Linked DNA regions of Mus musculus: all the other regions are linked to region 1. Evidence: chromatin contacts called from public Hi-C, Micro-C and promoter capture Hi-C data. All regions are on one chromosome and are shown on one strand. The core of a region is the stretch at or near the end of the contact, and the rest is flanking DNA. Distances in the headings are between cores, read along the strand shown.

What was found. A called contact is a pair of places that touch in the nucleus more often than the background predicts. Capture Hi-C pulls out chosen DNA fragments and counts their contacts.
Region 2: a contact with region 1 is called in a Hi-C map of cardiomyocytes, with 1.9 times the contacts expected there. The contact joins the enhancer-like site here to the promoter of Hipk2 in region 1. A contact is called at or near these places in 7 of 39 promoter capture datasets (the 3T3-L1 cell line, 3T3-L1-derived adipocytes, cranial neural crest and 3 more), 5 of 484 Hi-C or Micro-C datasets (B cells, the MNK3 cell line, cardiomyocytes and 2 more) and 11 of 115 datasets of contacts at active chromatin or transcription factors (astrocytes, embryonic forebrain, embryonic hindbrain and 8 more).
Region 3: a contact with region 1 is called in a Micro-C map of embryonic stem cells, with 5 times the contacts expected there. The contact joins the promoter of Ttc26 here to the promoter of Hipk2 in region 1. A contact is called at or near these places in 3 of 39 promoter capture datasets (the C10 cell line and pre-B cells), 1 of 484 Hi-C or Micro-C datasets (embryonic stem cells) and 1 of 115 datasets of contacts at active chromatin or transcription factors (pro-B cells).
Region 4: a promoter capture Hi-C map of adipose tissue shows a contact between it and region 1, with 2.1 times the contacts expected there. The contact joins the promoter of Rab19 here to the promoter of Hipk2 in region 1. A contact is called at or near these places in 1 of 115 datasets of contacts at active chromatin or transcription factors (memory CD8 T cells) and 1 of 9 other capture datasets (adipose tissue).

Annotation. Positions count from the first base shown.
Region 1 is chr6:38,872,154-38,878,320 of GRCm38.p6, reverse strand. It overlaps Hipk2 (homeodomain interacting protein kinase 2), which reads left to right and starts at 2,131. Exons shown (of 15, transcript NM_010433.2): 1 at 2,131-2,522. The coding sequence starts at 2,504. It also overlaps a transcript of Tbxas1 not described here.
Region 2 is chr6:39,332,805-39,338,722 of GRCm38.p6, reverse strand. Slc37a3 (solute carrier family 37 (glycerol-3-phosphate transporter), member 3) reads left to right here. Exons shown (of 15, transcript NM_028123.3): 15 at 1,439-3,953. The coding sequence ends at 1,531. Among named protein-coding and RNA genes, the nearest start is that of Gm26008, 36 kb to the right of the region's middle. Within about 2 kb of position 2,187, at least 7 of the 459 cell types and tissues checked have an H3K27ac peak or open chromatin away from gene starts, as enhancers often do.
Region 3 is chr6:38,377,056-38,383,546 of GRCm38.p6, reverse strand. Ttc26 (tetratricopeptide repeat domain 26) reads right to left here and starts at 2,023. Exons shown (of 18, transcript NM_153600.2): 1 at 1,954-2,023; 2 at 1,334-1,471. The coding sequence starts at 1,956. It also overlaps the pseudogene Rpl30-ps1.
Region 4 is chr6:39,378,683-39,384,820 of GRCm38.p6, reverse strand. Rab19 (RAB19, member RAS oncogene family) reads right to left here and starts at 3,468. Exons shown (of 4, transcript NM_011226.2): 1 at 3,312-3,468; 2 at 701-913. The coding sequence starts at 901.

The DNA of each region.
Region 1 (6,167 bases), core at 882-3,381:
ATTTCATCATAAGTTCAGTGCCACAAGTGAATGGAGAGAGTTCTGTTGACCAGCATGGAAAGAGGCAGAGGAAGCAACAAGCAATTGCATATCTATGTAGTAAAGGCGGGGTAGAAACTGATGAGTGCAGGGGAGCGTATATTCATATTAATATTCTTATTATAATTAAGATGTAGAAACCAAGGTTCAGTGAGGTCAGACAAGGAGACCATGTTCATACACTTGCCAAGTGGGAGAACTAGGGTTTGAACTCAGGTTTGTCTTCTTCACATTATTTAGGTTGTTTTATGGAGGAAATGAGCCAACCTGCAGGGAGGTAGGAATTCTTTAAAGAGAGAAGACACCACTTGTGGGAATGTGACATTTTGGGCAAAGGCATAGATGAGCAAGGTTGGCAGAGGACCACAGGTAAACCAGTCGGGCTGGAGAGGCAGTGATTTGTTGAAATCATGTCCTAGGAGAGGTAAGTTGGAACCTGTCTGTCTTGACTAAAAGCCAAGGAACTAAGAGACTTAGCACTAGATGAAGGTGAGTCTTTAGAAGATAGAAGTAGGAGCATGGAGTGGCCAGAACCACTCCATTTGAGAGAGCAGCAGTATTTAGGAGCAACCGGCCATGAACAAATCTAGGGAAACCAGTTAAGGATTACAAGGGGATAGAAAGGGACAAGTGAAGAGTGTGAAGGAAGATCGTAGGGGCCTAAAGATCTAAAGTTAAGGTCCAATACTTTGTATCATTGGATAATATCCTTTACTGTTGTGGGCTTCTTGGACTGCAAAACGGCAAGGCAGGCCTAGATGATCTCTGAGGTTCCCCTTACCAATGGTCGCCTAGGAGTCTACAACGTGAAGAACATTAGAGTAAGGAAAGCACTAGTGTAATGTAATATGAAATATTGAGGCAAAGAAGATCGCCGTCAAGGACCATCCCAAGATGAAGTGAAACTTATTTTCCAGTAACAAAACCAGCCACGTGTGTGCAGGAGCTAGGTTGTTTTTTTATTTTTGGGTGGTGGATGGGCACGGGATACAGAAGCTGGAAAGATAGTGAGAAAACAATGGTCTTAAAAAGAAAAGAAAACAATGGGCTTGTTTTAAAGAAAGTTCTCCAGAGTTAGAGGTCATCATATTACATCCCCACCCTCAAGGTAGCTTCTAAACTGTTTTGGACCTATGATTTACAGGTAGGAAATACAATTTACATCAGGTGTCCAGTATTCATACCTGAAAATAAAGGGTTTATGAGACAAAATATTTTTTGCTGGATACTAATATTTTGTTGGCTTTTCAGAAGCTTTGTTGTCACCCACTTAATTTCTTTTATGAACTATTCATATATCAGGACTCAACAAGTTTTCGTAAGTTGGAGGCAAAAGGCAGGGCGTCCCGTGCAGACGTCCAGAAGCGAGCTGGAGAGGCAAATCAGGGCAGAGATCCAGGCTAGGAGAGTTTAGAGAACGTTTCGCTCCGGCCCGAGTGAGCAGAAAAAAAGCAAAACCCTGGAGCCACTAGGTGGGACCCTCCCACCCGGATGATGGAGGAGAGGGCTCTCCAAACATCGGGATCAGGCGTCCATCCTGACGTTGCGTTTTCCCCGAGCAGTTCAGGGAGCTCCCCCGACATTCTCCCGGGAGGACTACGCGCCCACTCCCTCCAGTCATTTCCCCCGCGTGTCGGCTAGAACGGAGCCCGCACGCGCTGGGGTGAAGACACTTTGCCCGGCAGCGGGACTGCTGTCGGCAGCAGCCGCTCGCGCTCCCCGGCCCGGTCGGCCGGCGCGCGCACACCCACGCGCGCACTCCCAAGCACGCACACACAAAGTTGTGGCCGCCTCCACCGCGGAGCTCCGGTCGGCGGCTGCGGGCCAGCGCACCGCGCTCTCGCCCAGCCCCGCTCGCACGGCCGCTCGGCTCCCCTCGGGCCGCGCTCGGCCCCCGCCGACGCCCCGCTCTGCCCTTCGGCTCGGCCCTCCCCGCCTCGCATCCGTGCCATCGGCGCTCGATTGCGCGCGGACTCCCTGGGGCTCTTCCCGGCTCGTTCGCTCGCGCTTGCCCGCCCGCCCGCTCGCGCCCGGCCGCGCCGCCCCGCCCCCGCCCCCTCCCCCTGCTCCTCACGGGCAACTTTTGCCGGCGCCCCCGCCTCACAGCCATGCGGAGCTGAGCTCCGGCCCGGGCCCTGGCCGCCGCAGCCCGCCCCGGCTCCCGCCCTCGCGGACCCGCCCGGCCCTTGGCCTCGGCGCCTTAGCCGCCCCGGGCCGGCCGAGCCCCCCGCGCAGGGCCCGGGCCGCGGCTACGGCGGCGGCGGCGGCGGCGGCGACGCGCCCGCCCGGCCCCCTCCCCCGGCGCCGGCCAAGTGAGGCGGTGATGCGGGCGCTGGCGGCCTGGGCTGCGCCGAGAGCGGAGACACAGGCTCAAGATGGCAGATTCCCACTGAGGCTGAGGGGGCCGAGCTCGCGCGCCGCGTTCCCTTCTCCGTTGCCATGAACCGCGGACACCCCGGCCCCGATGGCCCCCGTGTACGAAGGTAAGGGGCACCCGGCCCGCGATCCCCCCGCTCGCTCGGCCAGCCGCGGCCCCCGTAGCTTTGTTCTGCCCGCGGCCCCTCGCCCGGCAGCCCCCGGCCGCAGCCCCGGGCCCTGGTCCTGGGGGCTCGCGACCTTCCCCGGTGCCCCCATCCTGGGTCCAGACGGGACCGGAGCCGGCCTGGAGCAGGATCTTATTTCCAGGGCAGAGAAGGCGGCTGGGGGGTGTGTGCCGGTGGGCTGCTGCCCAAAGAAAAGAAATGGGGGCGGCGTGTGGGAAAAGACGGATCCGTGACTGCTTTCTGTTTATTTGTGATAAATGAAGGTGATGCGGTCCTCCCCCATTACCTTTAAACGATCTCCTTTCTACTTGTCCGTCCTCTCTGCTCCCTTTTCCAAACATCTCCACTCCCACCCCACACTCCTTTATTCTTCCCGAGCCTCCGATTTTTGGGGGGTGGTGGTGGTGGTGGTGGCTGTGGAATCCGATTGAAAGGGGCCAAGCGATGAGAGAGGGTTGAGATGAAAAGTCCATTTCAGACCCAGGCAGAACAATGAAATAGGCTCAAAATCTCCCCGCAGTTGGCGTGTGGAAGGGAGAATGTAGTTTGGCTTTTTGGGGGGGGCGGGGAAGGGGGTGCGAAAGAAGGTTTTCTGGCTCGGCCTGGGTAGATCGGTGCTGTGCACCTTCACCTGGCGTTGGCTGATTTTTTTCCCATTTGACTGTCTTTAGAAGAAAGAAAAGGTAAGGCGATACAGCTGCCTCGCGCACTCTTTCGGTTCTCTTCAGTCAGTTCCGTCAGCTTGCAGCGAGAAAATCAAGCCGGAATCAACTAAGTTTTTACTCTTCTATGGGGTTTTGTGTGCTTGTAGTACCGGGTATTTTTCAACCAAAGTGTGCCAGATTTTTTCAGTTATTTCGTCGTGAAAATGTTTCTCTCGTGAAATCATTGAAATAGCAGCCCTTTACATACTTTTAGCGTGGGTCCATCTGGCTTTCTTTCGGTTTTGTTCAGATATTCTGTGTATGAAATCGCAAATGAGAGGGAAACGGGTTTGCCAGGAACCAAGAGGAGGGGCTAGGGGAGATTGTAATCCTATAAACCCAGGGAACTGTTGGGCCGAGTGAAACAGGGATCTCATTAATAGTTTTATCTCTGTTAGGAGAGGCTGATTTAAAAAAAAAAAAAAAACTTATCTGAAAAGAAAATCTGTTATTAGTACCAGGGCTCTAAATGAATTAGGTTTCTGCATGGACTCTCTTACCATTCAGGCTCTGAATAACAAGGCTGTAAATAACCTATGGACTGTAAATATTTTTTCCAGAGTCTCTTAGAAACAAAGGGGCTGTTTAGAAAGCAACAGAGAAATGTTATTCCAGGGGCTTTCCTCTTTGATTCCGAAGAACACAAGGTCTATTTAACCGTTCCACACAACAAAACAAAATTTCGGATCACTCCACCACGTAGACTAGAAACATGCCAGTGGGGACGTGAACATGTAGGAGAACCCATGTCGGGCATTCATTGTTCATCTGTGTCTAGGGGAGGGGGGCTGCAGTCAAAGCTCCCACTGTCTAGAGTGTTAAAATGAAACAGTTTTCTCTTTATTAAGTACCTCCTTGAGACTCCCTCTGCTGGACACTCCGGGTGAGCATTTTAGAAAGAACTTGGCATTGAATTCACAACTGTAATAGAGGAATAAAAATTCCTCTTCCAGGAAGCTGGGGAGGTGGGTCGGGATGTATTTTGTCAACCTTGAACAAAGCCACCCTGGGAACTTCATTGATTATGTTGATTTCATTTGAAATCCATGAGGAATGTAGGCTAGCCCCCGGGGCTAAGTAAGACCCAGCACAGTTGGTCCTAGGACATTGTTCTTTTAGTGATTGTGTCGGAAAAGCAATTACAGGTGTGTAAAGTGTTACACTGTGGGACTGTGGGGTTCAGAGGTCTCTCTCTGCTTGGAGTTTTACTTTCCAGCCCTCCTCTATCCCAGGCAACCTAATTTGTCACCTCCTTTCCATCCTGGGTTTCCTTGGGCCTTGTCTGTGGGTTCTCTTAATTGTTCTTTTGTTTGTAGCTTTTTTTCTTCTTTGGGAGCATCTCTTACATCTCTAGAATTCTTTTCCTCCTCTTGCTCAGCACTTCTTCCCCACCAACCCAGAGTTACTCAGCCCAGAGCTCAGGCCTGTCTGGTCTTTTTGAGAGAGACTGTTAGGCATGCTATGAGACAGAGAAATGACCTCCGTAGTCAAGGCCTATGCTTCCAGTGCCCATGCTCACTCACAGTGCAGAGTATGGCCAACACTACACTGACCTCTCCCTTGACCCCCAGTGACAATCTGTGGACTCAGTGAACCTGACTTTTATCATATTTCCACCAGAACCCAGGGACTGTGGGGTGTGTGTGTGTGGTCATAAATGAACAGGACTTTTTTTTTTAATAGACTTCTCCAAAAGAGGGATTTCTCCTCCTAATAGTTCCACATGATTCTTCTCAGAGGTCTAATTACACATGAGACTTTCTAGCTGGAATTTCTCAAATGGAGTGTGACTCAGATTCCGAGTGAAGGCTGGAATGTAGAAATCTAGACAGGTGTGCTGTTTTTGAAACAAAGCATATTTGATAATAGGGATTAATAAGTGGCAAAGTGTAACAGTCTTCCAGTACTGTCTTTAAGAGTCGGCTTATAAATATCACATTAGTTTTCAGTGGCTTGATACTGATCAAGTTAAACTTCTTGTAATAAAGGGGGATATTTTCTTAGAAGGTTAAACATTTGCCTTGTGATTATATTTCTCCATCAACTTGCTTACCAAGGCTTTTTCAGCATGTAGTGCAAAAGTCAGTCACAGGGGTCTGTAACTCTGGATTCCCAACTAGAGAGACCTAAATTCCAAGTTAACTATGCCTCACTTGCCTGAGACGTGGCTTGTTGATCAGTGTGGAGGAAACCAAAGAACCTTTCACATTCAGACTTGTAAACACTGGCATGCTGAAGTCCCTCATCAGATGGACCCGAAGACACCTGGCCACCAAGATGCAAACGGAGCAATAAGATTAGGAATCATCTTCCCTGAAAAGAGGTTTGCAACGAGTAGTCTGTTGTATCTTTGCCTGTGTTTTTGTCGCACATTTGTGAATAACAAAGCATAACCATTGTTTACCTTATTGCTACACCTGAATAGTGAATCAAACTCATTAGTTTTATCTTTGAAACTAGTCAGGATGGCAGGACACTCAAATCAGGGAAAGTGGGGGTTGAATGAGTTTATGCCTTTACTTTTCAGAACTTTTAGCCTCTATTGGATTGTGTGAGGATACAGTTAGAACCGAGTCTATTTAGTAGAGTTCCTGCCTGGAGTAGGCATTTTCTCAGTATGTGTTAAATCTCTCTGTCTTCCTAGTTGTTTACAGGCATGATGACTCTAGGGAAAGCATAACCCTCAAATAGTTTAGAAAACCAGCAATAGGAACACTTCAATTTCAATTATTAATCTCCTGCTATTCCTTTTCTAGTTTGGGAACCAGCAACAATAAACCCCCATAGCCACAGAAGAAAGAACCTTTTTTTCTTCCTCTGTGACCTTTCTGGAGTCTTTATTCCCATCAAGCTTCTGCTGGTTTCAAGTAGAGACTGTCTC
Region 2 (5,918 bases), core at 938-3,437, 460 kb before region 1:
CCATTTTTCTTATTTAATTTAGAACATTTGATTTCATTACTACTTGAAACCAACACAATTGCTGATTGCTTTAAAAGACTAGTGTGAAAAGTAACATTTGATTATGCTGACGAGACGCATTAATCAGTGTGCTGCTCTGCGCTGCTGATTGGCTGCTGAATAGGACTTGAGCATTCTGAAGCAAAGAAGGGAGGCTCTAATCACCAGGGTCCCGTGCGCGTCCAAAACGAGGACACTCTGCAGGGCAAGCTGCTCAGCTAGAGATTCTTGGATGAGATTTTGTGCTTTGTAAGAAAGAGTGAGTTAGGCCCTATCTTTAAAATGCTGCTTCCTGTTGAGACACGTGACAAACTCTTTTATATTGTTGGTGGGACAATGTTCAAGATAGGTCAACCAAGCTCACCTGGGGATGGCCTTGCTCTTGAAACTAGGCATCCTAATTGGCTACCATCTAAGTCTGGGCAGTTGTCCTCTAGCCTCTTCCATAGGCCAACAGGAACAAGTTTGGGGGATTTCTCTTCTCCAGCTTCTAATGACTCAGATTTGGTGACACATACCTGTGATGCCAGCACTTAGGAGGCAGAGGCAGGAGGATTATGAGTTCAGGGCCAACCTAAAAGACCTTGTCTTTAACAAAAAGTCCAGTTATTTCCAGGGTCCATTTGTGGGCTAGGGATGCAGCATATTTGAGGCCCCAGAGTTCAGTCCCCAGTTCCACAGAACAAAGAGGAGACAGCTCAGTAAAAGTCCGAGCTGCACACACCTGATAACCCGAGCTTGCTATCCAGAACCTCTATAAAGAGCAAGATGTGATGATGGCACACATCTGTAATCCCAAAGCTACTGCAAGAAGGCAAAAACAGGAAAGTCACCCAGAAGCCTGCAGATCAGCTAAGCTGTAGGAATAGCAGCAGAAATGAGAGATCTTGTTTCAGCATGGTGGAAGGCAAGCTCTACCTGCTTCATGTGTACCTGTACATGTGTGCGCACTCACGCTCTCCCTGCTTCATGTGTACCTGTACATGTGTGCGCACTCACGCTCTCCCTCGTCCTCCCTCCTCACACATACATATATGCTTGCATGCACATGCACACACACAGGGTAAATAATAAGAATAAATATAAAAGCTCATAAAGGCCTGCTAAATAGAACAAAGGGACTATTGCAGCAAAAACCAGATCTGGTGTAAGAACCTTGACGTTCATGACTTGCTTTGCCTGTGGAAGTGGCACACGAGTTATATTTTCACAGCTGTGTGACATTATGTTTGTTGTTCTAACTATAATTTTCAGAAGTCATTTTCTAATTCACCGAAGACAGAAAGTTTTATTTCTGTGAAGTCAAAATGTCTTCGCTCAAATCCATTTGCTAATGCTCAAATCATGACGCTCTAAGAGAAGTAAGTTGTTCATTTTAAAAACTTTTTTCTCTTCACAGACAAGTTGTACAATTCTGTTTATCTTGCCGTTAATAGTGAGGGAAGTATTTTCTCTTGTGCAAAGGAGACAAGCTCACTCACTTAATGAATGACGGGGTCCCACAGGAGAGGACGGACTGGGAAGCTTAGGAGGGCCCATAGGCCTTCAGTTCACTCGTGTGGAGTTCTCTAAACACTAATGGAGCCTTGGCTTGTCAGGCATCCTACAACACTGCCAGCTACCCCAGACACAGGCAAGGAAGGGGCGAATTATTTTTTTACACTACAGCAGTTCCTGGAGAATTTTATAACATTTGTGAATGTACTGAAAGGAAAATGAACCTGCCAGCATCTTTGTTGGGCTTGTCAGCTTATCCCTCTAACGCTAGATACCGGTTTTGGTCCTGGACCCTTGTTCTTCAGCCTTAATCAAGAGCTAAGTGATCAGGAGGCAGAATCATGTTGTATTGATGAGAAGACTATGGTACGGAGCTCTGATACCACATTTGCAGAGAGTGGATCACCATTAAGGCATCAGAGCAGAGCTGAGTCCAGATGATGCTACAGGCCTGCGGTGGACGAAACACACCTTTACCAAGGTGGAAAGATCACACTGTGCGATGGCTGGGTCACTCTGTGGCTTCTGGAAGTTCTCGTCCTCTCTAGAATGGCTGTTGGCTTGTTCTCCTCCGACTTCATTCACATTTGACTGACTCCTAGGAGCAGTCTTCTGTTTGTGGACTATTATATTTCAGACATTCCAGTATGGAGCTTTCAAACCCACGTTCACAGTCTGGGAACGACAAGACCCTCTGAGAAGCTGTTCTATGTAGCCTTATTGTTGGAAGATTGGTCTCTGTCACAGCCGCAGCCAGGTTCCTGAAGTTCCCTCAGCAGAAGATGGAAAGACAAAGGCTCTTTGTTCTGGGGGTATGAAGTGTATGTATTGAATCATGTTAGTGGATTGTTAGGGCCTGAGGCCTGCCCTTTAGAAGATTGTAGTGTGTATGTCTTCAAGACTATGAATTCTATAAGAATCAATACTTTAAGGTCATTCTGTACATACATTTTAAATTATGTAAACTAGGAGGAAAATGTACAATTTTGAGGGATACCTAATTCACGTTGGGTTAGGAAATATTCTTCCACCTCTTGCTTTATGCTCCAAGGTATGTATTGATGAACTTGCAGGAATACTACAGATTTCTGACCATTTTCCTGTTCAGTCACTGACATAAAGGGAAAACACAAAACATAGGAAGGTAGGGGAAACAAACCCCCGCTTTTGTAATAAACGTCCAGCGGTTGTTTGGTTACTTAGTCCCTGCTTAAGCTTGACATTGCCTCTCACTTTCCCTTTCTGTGTGGTGCTGGGGTGGACTCTGGGTCCTGCACATGCCCAGTGTGTCTCCCAATGCCCTGCACTCCCAGCCCAGCCCCACAGTTAAGTACAGCGGTGCCTTGAGTTCCCCAGCACTTGTCACTGGAAGCAGACAGCCCACAGCCTTGCCAGGTGGAGCTGCTCCCCTGCCCTAGGTCCTGGGGGGCCTCATTCCCATTAGAGGGAGCACCCCCTCTCTCCCTCTGAGGCAGACTGCTCAGTGGTGCCTGCAGATGAAGCCTCTGTCGCATGTGGCTCAGAGGTTCGTCCTCCTCAGTGGGTTCATCTTCATGTTCTCATATCAGCCCGTGCCGCCTTTTCCAGGTTAGTCTTGAGCACCTACCCCCTTCTCCGTGGCTCTCCAGGCTCTGCCTGAAATGGAGCTGTAAACACTCAGAACAGGATGAAACGATGTTTTTCTCTCTGAATCTGAGTACGTTCTCCATCTACTTCTGCCCACCTGGGAAGGAAGTGGCTTTAACAAACGCCTAGGCATTTGCCTCATTTTCTTATTAAATGTTTGCCTGGAAGGAAGGGTCAGAGCTGGCGAGCTGGCTGGGTGGGTGAAGTGCTTGCTTTGAAAGCATGAATACCTGAGTTTGGACTCTCAGTCCCCGTGTACACATCTGGGTGCAGCGGCACACAGTTCCAGTGCTCAGGAGACATTGGAAACAGGTCTGGCTGAGCTAGAGTGCTGAGGTTCAGGAAGAGAGCCTGTCTCAGAAGACAGTGACGGGCTGGAGAGGTGGCTCTGTGGCTTTAGAGTACTAGCTGCTCTCCCAGAGGACCCAGATTCAGTTCCCAGAACCCACATGACAGTCACAACCATCTGCATACCTCCAGAGTCAAGAGATACAGCACCCACTTCTGACCTTCACAGGTACTACATGCACACGGTACACTTAGGCAAAACACAAACACACATGGATACTACTTAAAAGGGGGAGGGGGTGTGATAGAGGAAGATAGCCAGTGTTGACCCCTGGTCTTCATGTGATCATGTACCCACACACCTATGCACACGTGCTAACATATATCAAAAATAGCAGAAAAGGCCACAGTAAAGGCTGGTTTGAAAATGGATTAAAAATTAATTTGGGGGAAAATCGTAGGAGGCTTTCACACACTGAAATAAAGAATGACTGGATGGGAAACATTTTGCCCTTAAGTGTGTCTGTCCTGGAATTTAACAATAGTAGTTACATATTCCTTAAATCAGAACTTAGGAAAAGAAAGAAAACCCCTTCTTGACAGCTAGGTTGAAGGACCAGAGCGTGGCGAGTCATCTTCCTGGTGCTGCAGCTGGTACCCAGGGCCTCTGTGCTTGCTAAACGGGTGCTCTCCTGGTAACCCTGGGTGGTGTGGAATTAACGATGACCCTTCTGCCTTTGCCTCTTGAGTGTGGGGTGACACATACGAGCCACCACGCCTAGCTGCAAAAACCTTCACTTGTACTGACTAGTTTTTCTGACTAACATCCTGTTTTTCTTTCCTGTTGCCTTCCTGGCTCTACCCGCAACTTTCCCCTCAGCAGCTGAACTAGGTAACCATGTTTGCCAGGACTGGCTTGCTCTGCGCCTGCCACTCTGCCTCAGTCATCAGTGACATCAGCAGCAGCATGCGCCTCCTTTTACCAAAGAGGACATCATATCCTCTTACCACCCACAGGAACAGCTTGTGTAGCTTGAGTTTGGGAGCCCCACCCCTTATTTCTTTTTATTTTTCCACTTGAGGCAGGGTTTCTCTATGTAGCCCTGGCTGTCTTGGAACTTACTCTGTAGTCCAGGCTAGGCTTGAACTCAGAGATCTGGCTACCTCTGCCTCCTGAGTGCTGGGATTAAAGGCATGCACCACCATGGCCTTACTGTTTGGTTTTTAAAATCTTTTTCTTGTATTTGACACTGGTGAATACCTTTTCCCAGGACTTTTTAAAAAATTTTTAAAAAAGATGTATTTATTATATATAAGTACACTGTTGCTGTCTTCACCAGAAAAGGGCATCAGATCTCATTACAGGTGGTTGTGAGCCACCATGTGGTTGCTGGAAATTGAACTCAGAACCTCTGGAAGAGCAGGCAGTGCTCTTAACTACTGAGCCATCTCTCTAGCGCAGGTCTTTTTTAAAAAAAGCCTTCTTAACATTGTTATAGAGTATTTACGTTTCTTTCTTTCTTTTTTTTTTTTTTTTTTTTTTGGTATGTCTGTTCTTGTTTATTGATTTAGTTCTTGTTTTGTTTTTTTTTTTCCTCTGCTTAAAGACCACTCTAGATATTATTTTTAATTAGGTATTTTCTTCATTTACATTTCAAATACTATCCCAAAAATCCCCTGTACCCTTCCCCTCCACTCCCCTACCCACCCACTCCCACTTCTTGGCCCTGGCATTCCCCTGTACTGAGGCATATAAAGTTTGCAAGACCAAGGGGCCTCTTTTCCCAATGATGGCCGACTAGGCCATCTTCTGCTACATATGCAGCTAGAGACATGAGCTCTGGGGGTACTGGTTAGTTCATATTGTTGTTCCACTTATAGGGTTGCAGACCTATTTAGCTCCTTGGGTACTTTCTCTAGCTCCTCCATTGGGGGCCCTGTGATCCATCCAATAGCTGACTGTGAGCATCCACTTCTGTGTTTGCTAGGCACCGGCATAGCCTCACAAGAGACAGCTATATCAGGGTCCTTTCAGCAAAATCTTGCTGGTGTATGCAATGGTGTCAGCGTTTGGGGGCTGATTATGGGATGGATCCCCGGGTGTGGCAGTCTCTATATGGTCCATTACGTTTCTTTTTAATCTTTGGGTTTGTGTGGGTATATTATGCTCATTTGTACATTTAGTGACCGCAGCTCCTAGGTTCATGTGTATTTGCACATGTGTGTGTGTATGTATGTTTATATGCATGTGTGTATGTGTCTGAATGTGTGTGTGCATGTGTTTGTGTTTATATGCATGTGTGTGTATTTATCTGCATGTGTGTATGTATGCATGTGTGTATGTGTGTTTATGTGAGAGTGTGTATGTGTGCTTATGTGAGCGTGTGTGTGTGTGCGCGCGCACACGCATGTGTGTACGTGCATGGCTGTGTGCAGACCACAGGCTGACATTGCTTTCCTTGCTCATA
Region 3 (6,491 bases), core at 774-3,273, 490 kb after region 1:
CATGTACATAGTATTCAGTCCTCTGACTTGCACTGCTAGAAGGTCCTTCCAAGGCAACTCACCTACTGCCAAAGATGACAGCTGACACACGAGAGCCAAACAAGTGGACTCAATATCAAAGCACTAGCAAGACACATAGGGTTCTTCTTACATGTATGTTTCACTGAGAAACATGCATAAAGCTAATCAAACAAGTATTATGGACGGTTTCAGAGTTACATGACCATAGATTCACATTAATGTGGCCGGTGGAAAAATGTGATACAATAGATTACAGCACAGGATAACTGGACCTGGCTGTCAGAACTCTTTGTCCCTTGGTGCACCCTGCACTCTTCTGTACCGAGTGCTTTCCACAAGCAGTTTCTCAAAGTTCAGCCTCCCAGGACAACTTTAGGTCAGAAGGATTTCTCAGACTACTTACCCAAAATGCAGCTTCCTATGCATCACTGCAGAGCTAGTGAATTCAAATTGGTAAAGCAATCGCCTAGAAACAGAAACAGCTAACTATCCTTGGTATTTCCAATGCATATTAAAAAGTGAGATTTGGGCTGGAGAGATGGCTCAGCAGTTAAGAGCACTGACTGCTCTTCCGAAGGTCCTGAGTTCAAATCCCAGCAACCACATGGTGGCTCACAACCATCTGTAACAAGATCTGGTGCCCTCTTCTGGAGTGTCTGAAGACAGCTACAGTGTACTTTCATTAAATAAATAAATAAATAAATAAATCTTTAAAAAAGTGAGATTTGCACCTAGCATTGGTTTAAAAAAATGACCCTGACATACAGAGTTGAAATGTTTTATGGGTTTACAATAGTTTTAAATTGTAAATAGTAAAAATCACTTATTTTTTTTAACCAAAATGTAAATAGGAAGAAGTTACAAATCACTCAGGATTTATGGTAAATAATGTGTGAATTGACACTGTTAAATGTAATACTGTATTCACCATTTGTGGAACTAAAAATTAATAATTTTATGTGTACAAGTGTTTTGTCTTCATGTATGTCTACATACCATATGTTTTGTTGAAGGAAGCCAGAAGGCCTTGAATCTCCTAACATTTAGTTACTAATGGCTGTGAGCAGGCACGTGAGTACTGGGAATTAAGGTCCTCTGGAAAAGCAGCCGATACTTTTAAATGTCGAGCCATCTCTCCAGTCCAAAATGTTTTGTATTTCATCAGGTTTATAGTTAACTTGGAATCTGGAATATGCATCTGGCTATGTTTGTTTGGATTACCCATAATGTACCCACCCGTCCCAATAGCATAGTAACCAGCATTCAACCCACCATCCACCAGACTGAGAAGTAAACCTTCTTTGGACATTACCTCCAATAGGGTAATGGCGCCAGTGAAATCTCTCTGCGAAAGTAGATCCTCTAGTTTTGGAATCTTCCTCCCTTTCTTCTTTCTTTTGTCAGTGTGCGGTGACTCCCCGCCCACAGCGGGTTTGGCCCTTGAAAGCATCTGTAAAACAAATAGCAAAGACTGTTCTATCAAAAGTCATTTTTAAACTGAGGGTAACAGCTCTCAGTCAGATCTACCCTTACCATCAGACCCTAGGAAGTCTATTCAGATTCTTTTTTTATTGTGCATTTTAGTAAAAGGACCATTACCTACTACTGAAGGGGAACCGAATAGCTACTTCCAACAACTTTATCCATAAGAGACAAACAAACACTCACGCAGCTTCTACTACCTAGGTCTTCCAAGATTCTTTTTTCCAGTTCACAGTCTAGTATCGGGAAATGAAGAAGCAGGAGGGAAGAGAGCATCGAGGTACATAGATTTCTTCGCATCCCTCCCTATTCCCGGTGGAAACACTGGAGGGATAAAGGGATCGCCCTCTAGAGACGCACCTAGATTCTATCCAACAGTGCGTTGAGAACTCTAAACCCAGGTACAAACCTATTCAAAATCCCCCACCCTTACTATTCAGAGCCACTAACCATCTTGGCGTCGGTCCTGTGAGCCCCCGCTGCAGATAGTCTGCAAAGGCTGTGCTTCGGCGAGTTGCCACATCCACACAGCGAGCTCCGTTTCCACGGCAACGCCGCCGGGAGGCTGGTCCTTCTGAGAAAGGGCTCGTCCCAAAACCAATGTCCTAAGCTTCTTGGTTCCGTGTGTTTCCGCAGCTGGAAGAGTAGGTGCTTCTCTCAAGGGAGTTAATCCTTGTTGTTTGTGCTGAGGATGAAAATGGGGCTGTGTCTCTACTTAGGAAAGCAGTTTAAGAAAAGGCGATTTAGAAGTACTATTACAACTAGGAAGTATATTTCAAAAGCAAGTTTCTTGGGAAGGTAATTTTCAAGGACCACTTCCGTTTTGCCTGGGGTGAGGACGACAACAGCTCCGCTTGTCTCGTACATTGTCTCTGTTTTCTGCTCGTTTCTGCTGGTACCTGCTGAAGCAAAGGATAGTTTGGAGGCAGAAGTGATACCAAAATATTTCCTCGAGACAATGTTAATCCCAAAGATGGGAGGAGAAAGACCACCACCCCAAATCATCATGACCAAATTAATTAAAGCAAGCTTTTTTATTCGTGTACACGGACTGCTTCTCTCTAAGGCCAGTTTGGAGAGATCAGCATTGGATGTGAGGAAGACAAGGTTTTTATAGATCATGGGGGTTGCGGGGGTGAAATGGGGAAAATAGGAGGGAGAGGTGTTATAAGAGCAGAATATAACAATAACAAGTTAGTCCTAACTACCTCCTGAAACAGTCATGGTTGCAAGGTGGGCATAACAACAGATAGCCATAACAAGGTAGTTATAAAACCTTTTGAAACAAAGGTAGAGTTGCAAGATGGTTCTAAACAACTTTTAGAAACAATGTCATGATTTGGCATTCTTGGAACGGTCAGTACAGAACCATTTGTAGTTAAGGCTATAGGCGAGGCATAGCTCAATCTGAGAAACAAAAATTTAATCATAAGCAGGAATGAACCTAGTTTGTTTTTACTATAAGGTGACTTCTGTTTGTTTTGTTTTTGCTTTGCTTTGCTTTTTGTTTTATTTTTCAAGATAGGATTTCCCTGTGTAACAGCTCTGGCTATCCTGGAACTCTCTTTGTAGATCAGGCTGGCTGGAACCCACAGAGATCTGCCTGACTCTGCCTCCCAAGTGCTCATGTTAAAGGCATGTGCCACCACACCCAGCTATAAATGGGCTTTTAAAGTCTAGGATGGAAGCAGGCTGGTTCTTCAACACACCTATACACAATTAGAAACTATAAAAATGTGTGTACAATTAAAGCAAGAATGGAGTATTTACTCCAGAGCAGCGTTAATTTAGTTGCAATATATACATATATATATACACATACATATATATATATACACACATACACACACACACATATATATATATATATTTTTTTTTTTTTGCTTTGTTTTTCGAGACAGGGTTTCTCTGTATAGCCCTGGCTATCTTGGAACTCACTTTGTAGACCAGGCTGGCCTCGAACTCAGAAATCTGTCTGCCTCTGCCTCCCGAGTGCTGGGATTAAAGGCGTGCGCCACCATGCCCGGCTGCAAAAAATATTTTCAAATGATGGAATTGTGGAATGTTGGAGCTAGAAGAGACCTTAGAGGGCATGCATGCAGTCAAACTTTCAGAGCAGATCCACTAAAGGCCTAAAATCTTAACAACTTGTACTTATATATACTATAAATGTATGAAAAGCGTTGCATAGACTTCTCCAGCCTTTGCATCTCTTCTCACATTTGCAATCTGTTGGTGAGTGAATGACTTTTGTCTTTATATATACACGCTTGTATATACACAAATTGGTATGCAGAGGCAAATATATCCACTTTAGAGAGGCACAATTCAACAAGCACTCCACTCCACTTAAAATTCCTTTGTTTCCAAATCTCAGAAATGGTCCTACTTTCAATAAAAATTTCAAAAAGATTTATTTTAGCTACTTTTTGTGGTGTGATATAGATGACAGATCCTTTAGTTGAAATAGTCAAATAATTACAAAATAATCTTTTAAAAGTACAACTCAGTAGACTTTAGTGTACCCTTTACCAGTCTTAAATCCCAAATCATCCCAGGAAGAAACCTTACAATGGTGCTGGAGAGATGGCTCTGTCATTAAAAGCACTGGCTGCTCTTCCAGAGATTCTGAGGTCAATTCGCAGCAACTATACAGTAGCTCACAACCATCTATAATGTAATCTGATGCCCTATTCTGATATGCAGGGTACATGCAGGTAAAGCACTCATATACATAAATAAATCTTTCTTTTAAAAATCAAAGAAGGGCTGGCGAGATGGCTCAGTGGTTAAGAGCACCGACTGCTCTCCCGAAGGTCCCGAGTTCAAATCCCAGCAACCACATGGTGGCTCACAACCATCCGTAATGAAATCCGATGCCCTCTTCTGGAGTATCTGAGGACAGCTACAGTGTACTTATATATAATAAATAAATAAATCTTAAAAAAAAAAAAAGAAAATCACTAAAGTAGAATGATCTTATAAAAAAAAAAAAAATCAAAGAAACCCTACAATGCACAGCAGAATTCATCATTTTGCATCCTCTAGCCTCTGTCAACCACGCATCTGTTTTCTGTCCCTGTTTATTTGACTATGCTGAACATTTCATAGAAATAAAACCATACAAAGAAGAACCATGTTTCAGATCTCCAAATACTGAAAAATTCAAAATCAACCCAGCAAAATTATTAGCTAAAATGTTTTATCATGCTTCTTATCCCCTCCCTTCCCGCCTTTTCTCCACGTCTCCACGTGGCCATGGTCGGCCCTCATCTACCTTCTCTCTTTCTCTCTGCCTTTCTACATTAAAGTTCTTTAAAAAAAGTTTTATCATTCTACCTGACAAATACAACAAAATGTAAAAGTTTGGGCCCCAATTTAGAAATATTGGAATTCTTTGGTGGGTGTGGCAGAGCACAAAGATCTAACCCCAATTCTCAGCCTTTAACCCTTCTCACCCCAAACTGTAACCTGCTCTAAAAGGGCTTTGTGCATCACTGTGAACCCTCGAGGGACCAACAAATTCAAGCTCTAGGCACCCATTTATCCTAGACTTTGTTAGACTCTCACCCTTTAGGGTTTTTCAGACCCAGTGCAGAGCCCTACTCAAGCATGCAGACTAGACAATGGATGGGTAGAGATTCAGTATTCTAAGCATCATGGTATAAAGGAAGGAGTACAAGAACTCAGCCCTGTAGAGTCTAAGGAGTTTTGCAAACAGTGACAGTAGAACCCAAAGCAGAGGCTTCCCTTACTATGGTCTAAAGTCCGTGTTACTGATAGCACTCTATGCCACCCTGTTGAATTTACTAAATCAGCTGAAATGATCCCTGATTTCCTAAAGGTTGTGGTATTCCTTTAAGTCTCTGCATCCTTGCAGAGGCTGTTTGAGACATGTTGTAATTATAATGGACAGAAGATGGCCCTAAATGTACTGGAGAAGTTATTTTAAACAACAACAGCTCTAAGGAGCCCACCTGGTGTTATAAAACGTGACAACATCAGCACAGGAAAGCTTTTACTGGGGTGAAAGACAAAGTTAGGGCTTGCAGCTTTATTATGGTTGGGAGAAAACTGTAGTCTCTAAGGAGCTGTGATAACGTTGCCCAAAACCATTGCAGTATCCAGTTAAAGCCAGTACGAGTATATCTGTAAGATGTAATCTGCATCCCATGAAATCAGACTTTGATTGTTTAAATGGTAATCTAAATTGTTTCTGCAAGGCGGTATTCTCTCTTTTTTCTAGATTATATATATATATATATATATATATATATATATATATATATATATATATATATATGAGTACAATGTAGCTGTGAACTCATACATACTAGAAGAAGGCATTAATCCCTTACAGATAGTTGTGAGCCACCGTGTGATTGCTGGGAATTGAACTCAGGACCTCTGGAAGAGCAGCCAGGGCTCTTAACCACTAAGCCATCTCTCCAGTCCCTCAAGGCAGTATTCTTTCAAAGATTATTTATTTTGATTGTATGTGTGTGTGCCTGTGTTTATCTATGCAGGTGTCCACAGAAGCCAGAAGAGGGTGTTGCACTCCTTAGATCTGGGATTAAAGGCAGTTTTGAGCTGCCTGATATGTGTGCTGGGAACTAAACCCTGCTCCTCTACAAGAACAGCAAGTGCTCCTAACCACTGAGCCATTCTCCCGCTCTTCAACAGGGTGCTCTTGAAACTCTATCTCTCCAGTTTCACCTTGATGCATGCCTGTAGTCCTCAGAAGCCGCGGCAGAAATTATGTCTCAGTTCTTAACAGAGCTATGAGCTGCTGGGAGAATGTTAGAGTTTTGTTTTTTTTTTTTTTTTTTTTTTTTGTTTTTTTTTTTTTTGAGTTCTGGCAAAGTTTTATTAAAGGAAAACTTTCTTGTTTACTTCTCACCAGTCTGTTCTGGCATGCTTCTAATAATATCAGAATCACCTGGGTCAATGATAGCCAGTGTGCATACTCTGTAGTATTTTCCACACGC
Region 4 (6,138 bases), core at 2,219-4,718, 510 kb before region 1:
TTGAAGAGATGAGCCTGTGCATGTAATTGTCCTGGATTCTCCAGTGCTTATCTGTGCGCACAAGGACCTCCTGCCCTCTACACGTGTATAGGGGGAGCAGAGGTTCTCCTTCTGAGGAAGGCTCAGGTCACCAGACTAGGTAGGCATCAAGCTGTCATGCGGGGACTGACTTTGTTCTTATAAAATTGGTGAAGCAGGTTTTGTTCTGGTCTGTGGCCACATTTTATGTTTGCTCATTGTTTTTTTTTTTTTTTTTGGTTTTTTGGTCTGTCTGTCTGTCTGTCTGTTTGTTTGTTTGTTTGTTTGTTTATTTATTTATTTATTTATTTTGGTTTTTCGAGACAGGGTTTCTCTGTGGAGCCCTGGCTGTCCTGGAACTCACTCTGTAGACCAGGCTGGTCTCGAACTCAGAAATCTGCCTGCCTCTGCCTCCCAAGTGCTGGGATTAAAGGTGTGCGCCACTACTACGCCTGGTGCTGGTTGTTTTCTTACACATTTATCCACATTTTTTTTTCATATTAAGGAATCTAGTCCTTTCTCATATTGCAAATATTTCTAGTTCCTCAATCTTCTTTTGACTGTTTATCCTATTTTTAGACTGCAGAAATTATGACCTTTAGGTAGACTTAACAATATACTCTTTAATGCTTCTGACTCTGGCCAACTAAAGCAATGACACTACCCCCGTGTCTCCTCTTACCTTCACTTTCTTGCCGTCTATCTCGAGGGAGCGCACGGTGAAGTCCACCCCAATGGTGTTCTGCTGGGACTCACTGTAGACTCCAGATTTGAAATGCTGAACCACACATGTCTTCCCCACGTTGGAGTCCCCAATAAGGATGACCTTGAACAAATAGTCCACATTCTCATCTGATGTCCTGGATGAGCTGGAGAACTGCATAGCTCTGGCTTCCTGGAACAGACCCAGGGAAGAAAGACAGCATTTTGCTTTTTGTTTTCTAAGAAGCACCTACCAGGATCCAGGGCTGAGATTACCTTCATTTTCTTGCTGTAGAAGAAGAAAAGCTATGGTAGTTGTGGCTTTCACAGGGCAAATATTCTAATGGGTGCCAGCAACTGGTCAGCAGTAGGGAGTTGCCCCATAAATCCACACCCTAGGTAGAGGTGGACACCAAAAGCCATTCTTTGATGAGAACAGCATTTAGTCAACTCTACCCAATTATAGACCTGAGGAAATCTCCGTCCTGGAGATGAGGTGCCCAAAGACTGGGATAGTGGAGGTAATGCCTCCAGGAATCACTTTCTAGTCATCACTCAGGAGGAAGATGTGCTCCAGCCACGAAAAGACTCAGTCAACCCACCACAACTGGCAAGATCTGGCTGAGAGACCAGTTTAAGGAAGACTCCCGAGTCTGTGAGTATACATGAGTACAATTGCTGAAGGGGCTACTAGAGGGATTGGGTGCCCTGGAACCAGAGCGACAGGTAGTTGTGAGCTTGACTTGGATGCTGGGAATTGAATTGAGGTGTTTTTAGCCTCAGAACCATCACTCCATCACCTACGTGGTCTTTTTATTCTGGGTAGTACTCCATTTTTCTAAACCAGGAAATTAGAATTTTGAGGATATTCAAAATTAAAAATGTAATTAGAATGATAAGGCAAGGCCAAGTGTGGTGACATACAAATTTAATCCCAGCACTCAGGAAGCAGAGGTAGGAGGATCTTTATGAGTTCAAGGCTAGCCTGGTATACATAGCAAGCTCCAGGATAGCTAAGGCTACATAGTGAAACTCATGGTGGGTGTGTGTGTGTGTGTGTGTGTGTGTGTGTGTGTGTGAAAGAATGCTATGCGAAATTTATTTTTGTTCTTGTTTTTGTTTGTTTGTTTGTTTGTTTGTTTTTTTCAAGACAGGGTTTCTGTGTAGCCCTGGCTGTCCTGGAACTCACTCTGTAGACCAGGCTGACCTCGAACTTAGAAATCTGCCTGCCTCTGCTGGGATTAAAGGTGTGTGCCACCACTGCCTAGCTCGCTATGGGAAAATTGACTGTGGGAAAGAAAATAACTCATTAAAGGTTTCTAGTGATGGTATTTGCCAAACTTTATGAGAATTACCTATTATAGACCTGTGTGTGTGGTGTGTATACATATATATTCAACGCCGTCTTCCAGCCTCTGTGGGCACTGCATGCATGCAGAACAAAGACATATATATTCAGACCAAACACCCAGACACATAAGATTTAAAAAAAAAAAATTAGAAAACTTTTTTTAATATCATGTGTTCAAGGTGAATGGCAGCTGAGGATGACACATGAGGTTGGCCTCTGGCTGCCACGTGATGTATACACATATGAACACACACAATTAAAAATTAAAACAGCAGATACACATGTGCATGTTTCCCAGGAGAATATGATGATGTTTGAGACCCAACAGTCAATACATCAATCACTGGAAACAACTGCATCCCGGCTTTCAGCATCTTTCGATCCATAGACCCCTGTGCTTATATAGCTTCAATCAAAGAACTCCATTTCTCTTCAATACAGTTGTGCACAGGGACAGCTCTACATTCCATAGTCTGAAACCCATCTCCCCATGGGATTCCTATCTGTCAATCTCGGAGCACCCCTCCCACCCCCATGTCCCCACCCCCACCCCCTCCCGCTTTGCAGCACATCGAATTCCTAGTCCATATAACAACTCAGCAGACATTTGAAACAGAAAGCATATTCCTGTAAGGGCAGGTACTTAGGCATTTAAACTGTCCTTCACATATTTAGTTAGGTCTCTCCTCCAAATATCTCATGAGACCAAAACACCCCCTTTGATGATTGGATTTGAGGTTGAGTAAATTGCTCCTACCTTGTGACACCTTCATTTCTCCCTGATTTATTCTTTGTTTTTTTTTTTCTAATGACATAAAAAAGGCCATGTCTATATTGGCAGACAAATAAAAATGCACACAAATATCCAGTCTATATGTAGAAACCAAAGGCTTTAAGGAGGTAAAGAATGGTCTAGTACTTCTGTTTTTGGATGCCCCTGGAATCGCACAGAAAACTGATCCAGCAGACAAGAGACACAATCAAACCATTTTTTTCCCCCTTCCGCATCTTTTCAACTGAAGAAAGCCATTCTACTTCCGGCATCTTATCACCGTAACTTGAGCCGAAACCTTGTTTCCAAGTCCCCTTTCTCTTCCTCCCTGCAAAGTGCCCGGGACTCTACAAAGGCTCCCTTTAAGCAAGCATATAAGCCCTGCAAGGAGAAGCCCGCAGAGTCCTCCCAGACAAAACCATCCCACAACCCCGCACCCTTCACCTCCTGGGTCCACCTGTTGCTTACCTGGGCACTCTTTCACCTCTCTGGTGAGCAGGTAGTTTTTGCTTTTTCTTCTGCTTTCCTCTGCAGCCCTCCGTCGTCTCCTTCGTCCTCTTGTCTTGCAGCGCAGTGGGAACTCAAGTTCCGGCCCCTGGAGTCAAGTTCGGTGGACAGAGAAAGCGAAAGGGAAACAAGGGCAATCCCTCCCACTTGCAAGGAGCCTGAAGCCCCAGGTGAGGTGCTGGCCAGGTACAGGGCCCAGCGCAGACAGCTAGCTTTCCTGCCAGTGTTCATCAGATCAGGAGAAAGCACAGAGAAGAATCGCCTTTCACTCAACAGACACCCGCTAAGCTACCCTGTTCCTTCTTTTGCTCTGCATCCTTCATCGAACATCCTTCCTGATCCGCTTGTTTGGCTGGGCTGAGCGGCTGTTAACTGAGATGACCGCGACTTAAAGGAAGATACTGATCTGGGTCTTGAGTGACTTGTTTTGAGAAGAAAGGAGGTGCTCAAGCAACTTAACAAAGTAAAGCGAGGGTCCACAAGATGCCTCCATAGGTAAAGGCTGCCAAGCTAGAAGACCTGAGTTCTAGCTCCAGGACCCAGCTAGTGGCAAGTTGTTCTCTGACCACACATACATGCATGAAGACAGGTACACATGCCAAATAGATACAAGCAAAAGAAAAAAAAAATCCCAAACCAACCAAACAAAAAGGCCCCAAATTAAAAGAACGTAGTGCAGTTGGGGATTTAGATTAATGGTAGAATATTTGCCTAGGAAGTGCAAGGTCCTGGGTTCTGTTTCTAGCCCTAAAATAAAATAATGAATAAAATAAAGGTGCTTTACTGCATGTGGGGGGTGTAGGGAGAGAGTGTTATGTAGAACTTTTACCACACAGCAGAGGCTAATTTTTAAGTGTGAGAAAACTTAGAGCCAATTAGTCCTTGATGCTGGCAGTAAGAGCAAAGATCTGAGGTAAATTTCCTATTTCTACCCAAAGACTCTATCAATTCTAGACTTTGATAATTAACTACCTTCAGAGCCTATCATAAGAACTAGATTGTCAAGCTGGAAAGATGGCTCCATGGATAAGAATGCTTACTGTTCTTCTTGAGTTCAGTTCCCAGCGTTCTTGTCATGCAGGCCTGAAATGGGAGATGATTGTTCCTCATTCAAGAACATCATGTCAAGCCGGGTGTGGTGGCACACGCCTTTAATCCCAGCATTTGGGAGGCAGAGGCAGGCTGATTTCTGAGTTTGAGGCCAGCTTGGTCTACAGAGTGAGTTCCAGGACAGCCAGGGCTACACAGAGAAACCCTGTTTCGAAAAACAAAACAAACAAACAAACAAACAAAAAAGAACATCTTGTCTGTGATGCCTTCAAATAACCTTTAAGTTGTGACTCATCTTAACCCATCCACACGATTTTTTCAAGAATCTCTCTTTTAAGCAAGGTAACCCAACATTATGTTAGTTTCTCACTCTGTCCAGAGAAAAAGACACTGTCACATGCTGCTGCTGGCTGTGGCTTTCAGAGCCACTGTCACATGTATAACTTGGAAACTGGTTGTAGGTCAAGATACACCGCAAATGTGTGGGCTGGGGCAGGAAACGAAGACTTGCAACGTCAGTGTCAGAGAGGGGAGCTGCAAACGGTTTCTTGTTTTGTTTTTGATCGCTGTTTAAGGCAACTGTCTCAGACCCAGCCCGCATCACACACTGGGAGAGCACCTAGAGGTGGAAATCAAAGACCCATCCGAGGCCTTTCTACTTCATTTTTATTTTTTTTCAATCAATTAATTAATCCTTACTTATGTGAATGAGTGTGTTAATCTATGTGTGCCTGCCATACGTTCGGGTGCCCAAGGAGACCAGGAAAAGGCATAGGATTGCTTGGAACTAGAGTTATGGCAGGTTGTGAGCTGCCTGGTCTGGGTGCTGGGGACTGAGCTCAGGTTTTTAGAACAGCAGCTGCTCTTAATCTCTGAAACACCCCCAGCACCGTCATCTCCTCTTCAACTTCCCTTTAAATCCACAAGAGGAAGGCTGAACCGCATACAATCTGGAAATCTACTTACTAGGTTTTGCTTTTTGCCCACATCCTCTTCTACCCCAGGCGCTTCCTTGGCAACCTAGGTGGGTGTGTCCCTCCCTTACCTGACTCTCCCTACTTGTTTCTTCTTTTATTTTGCAGTGTAAGGTATTTGGCTTGCACATATGTCTGTGCACCACGTGCATGCCCTGTGCTGGAGGAGGTCAGATCCCCTGGAGTTATAGACAGATGTGAGGTACCATGTAGGTGCTGGGGATTTAACTCAGGTTCTCTGGAAGAGCAACCAGCTCTCCAGCCCCCGCCCCCTTACGGTGTGCACCTAAGCTGTAAAACAAACAAATAATAAACTGTGTTTGGGGCTGCTGAGTTACTTTTAGGTGACCCTAAGACTTTCTGCATTAGCTCATTACTCCAGCGTCTCCTCTGCTGGGGGATCTTGGGTCTATTGCTGTGGCTTCAGTTTTCCTAACCAAAACCCTTCAGGGTTTTAGTAAAGTTTAGCTAAAAGCTGGTCTGTAAGTCAAGAAGAGTTTGGTGGATGTCACCGAAGACATAAGATTAACTGTGAAATGAACCCAGGTCCAGGAGTGCCTTTTGTAGACCAGGCTGGCCTCGAACTCAGAAATCCGACTGCCTCTGCCTCCCGAGTGCTGGGACTAAAGGCGTGCGCCGGGTGGAAGCGTTCTTACTACCTGGCCTTGGATGCCCTGAAAGAGGAAACTGGGTGGTAGCACGGGAATCTTCCTTCTCTCCTCTTTCTCCTCCTCCACGTCTTCCTCTCCCCCTTTCTATTTTTA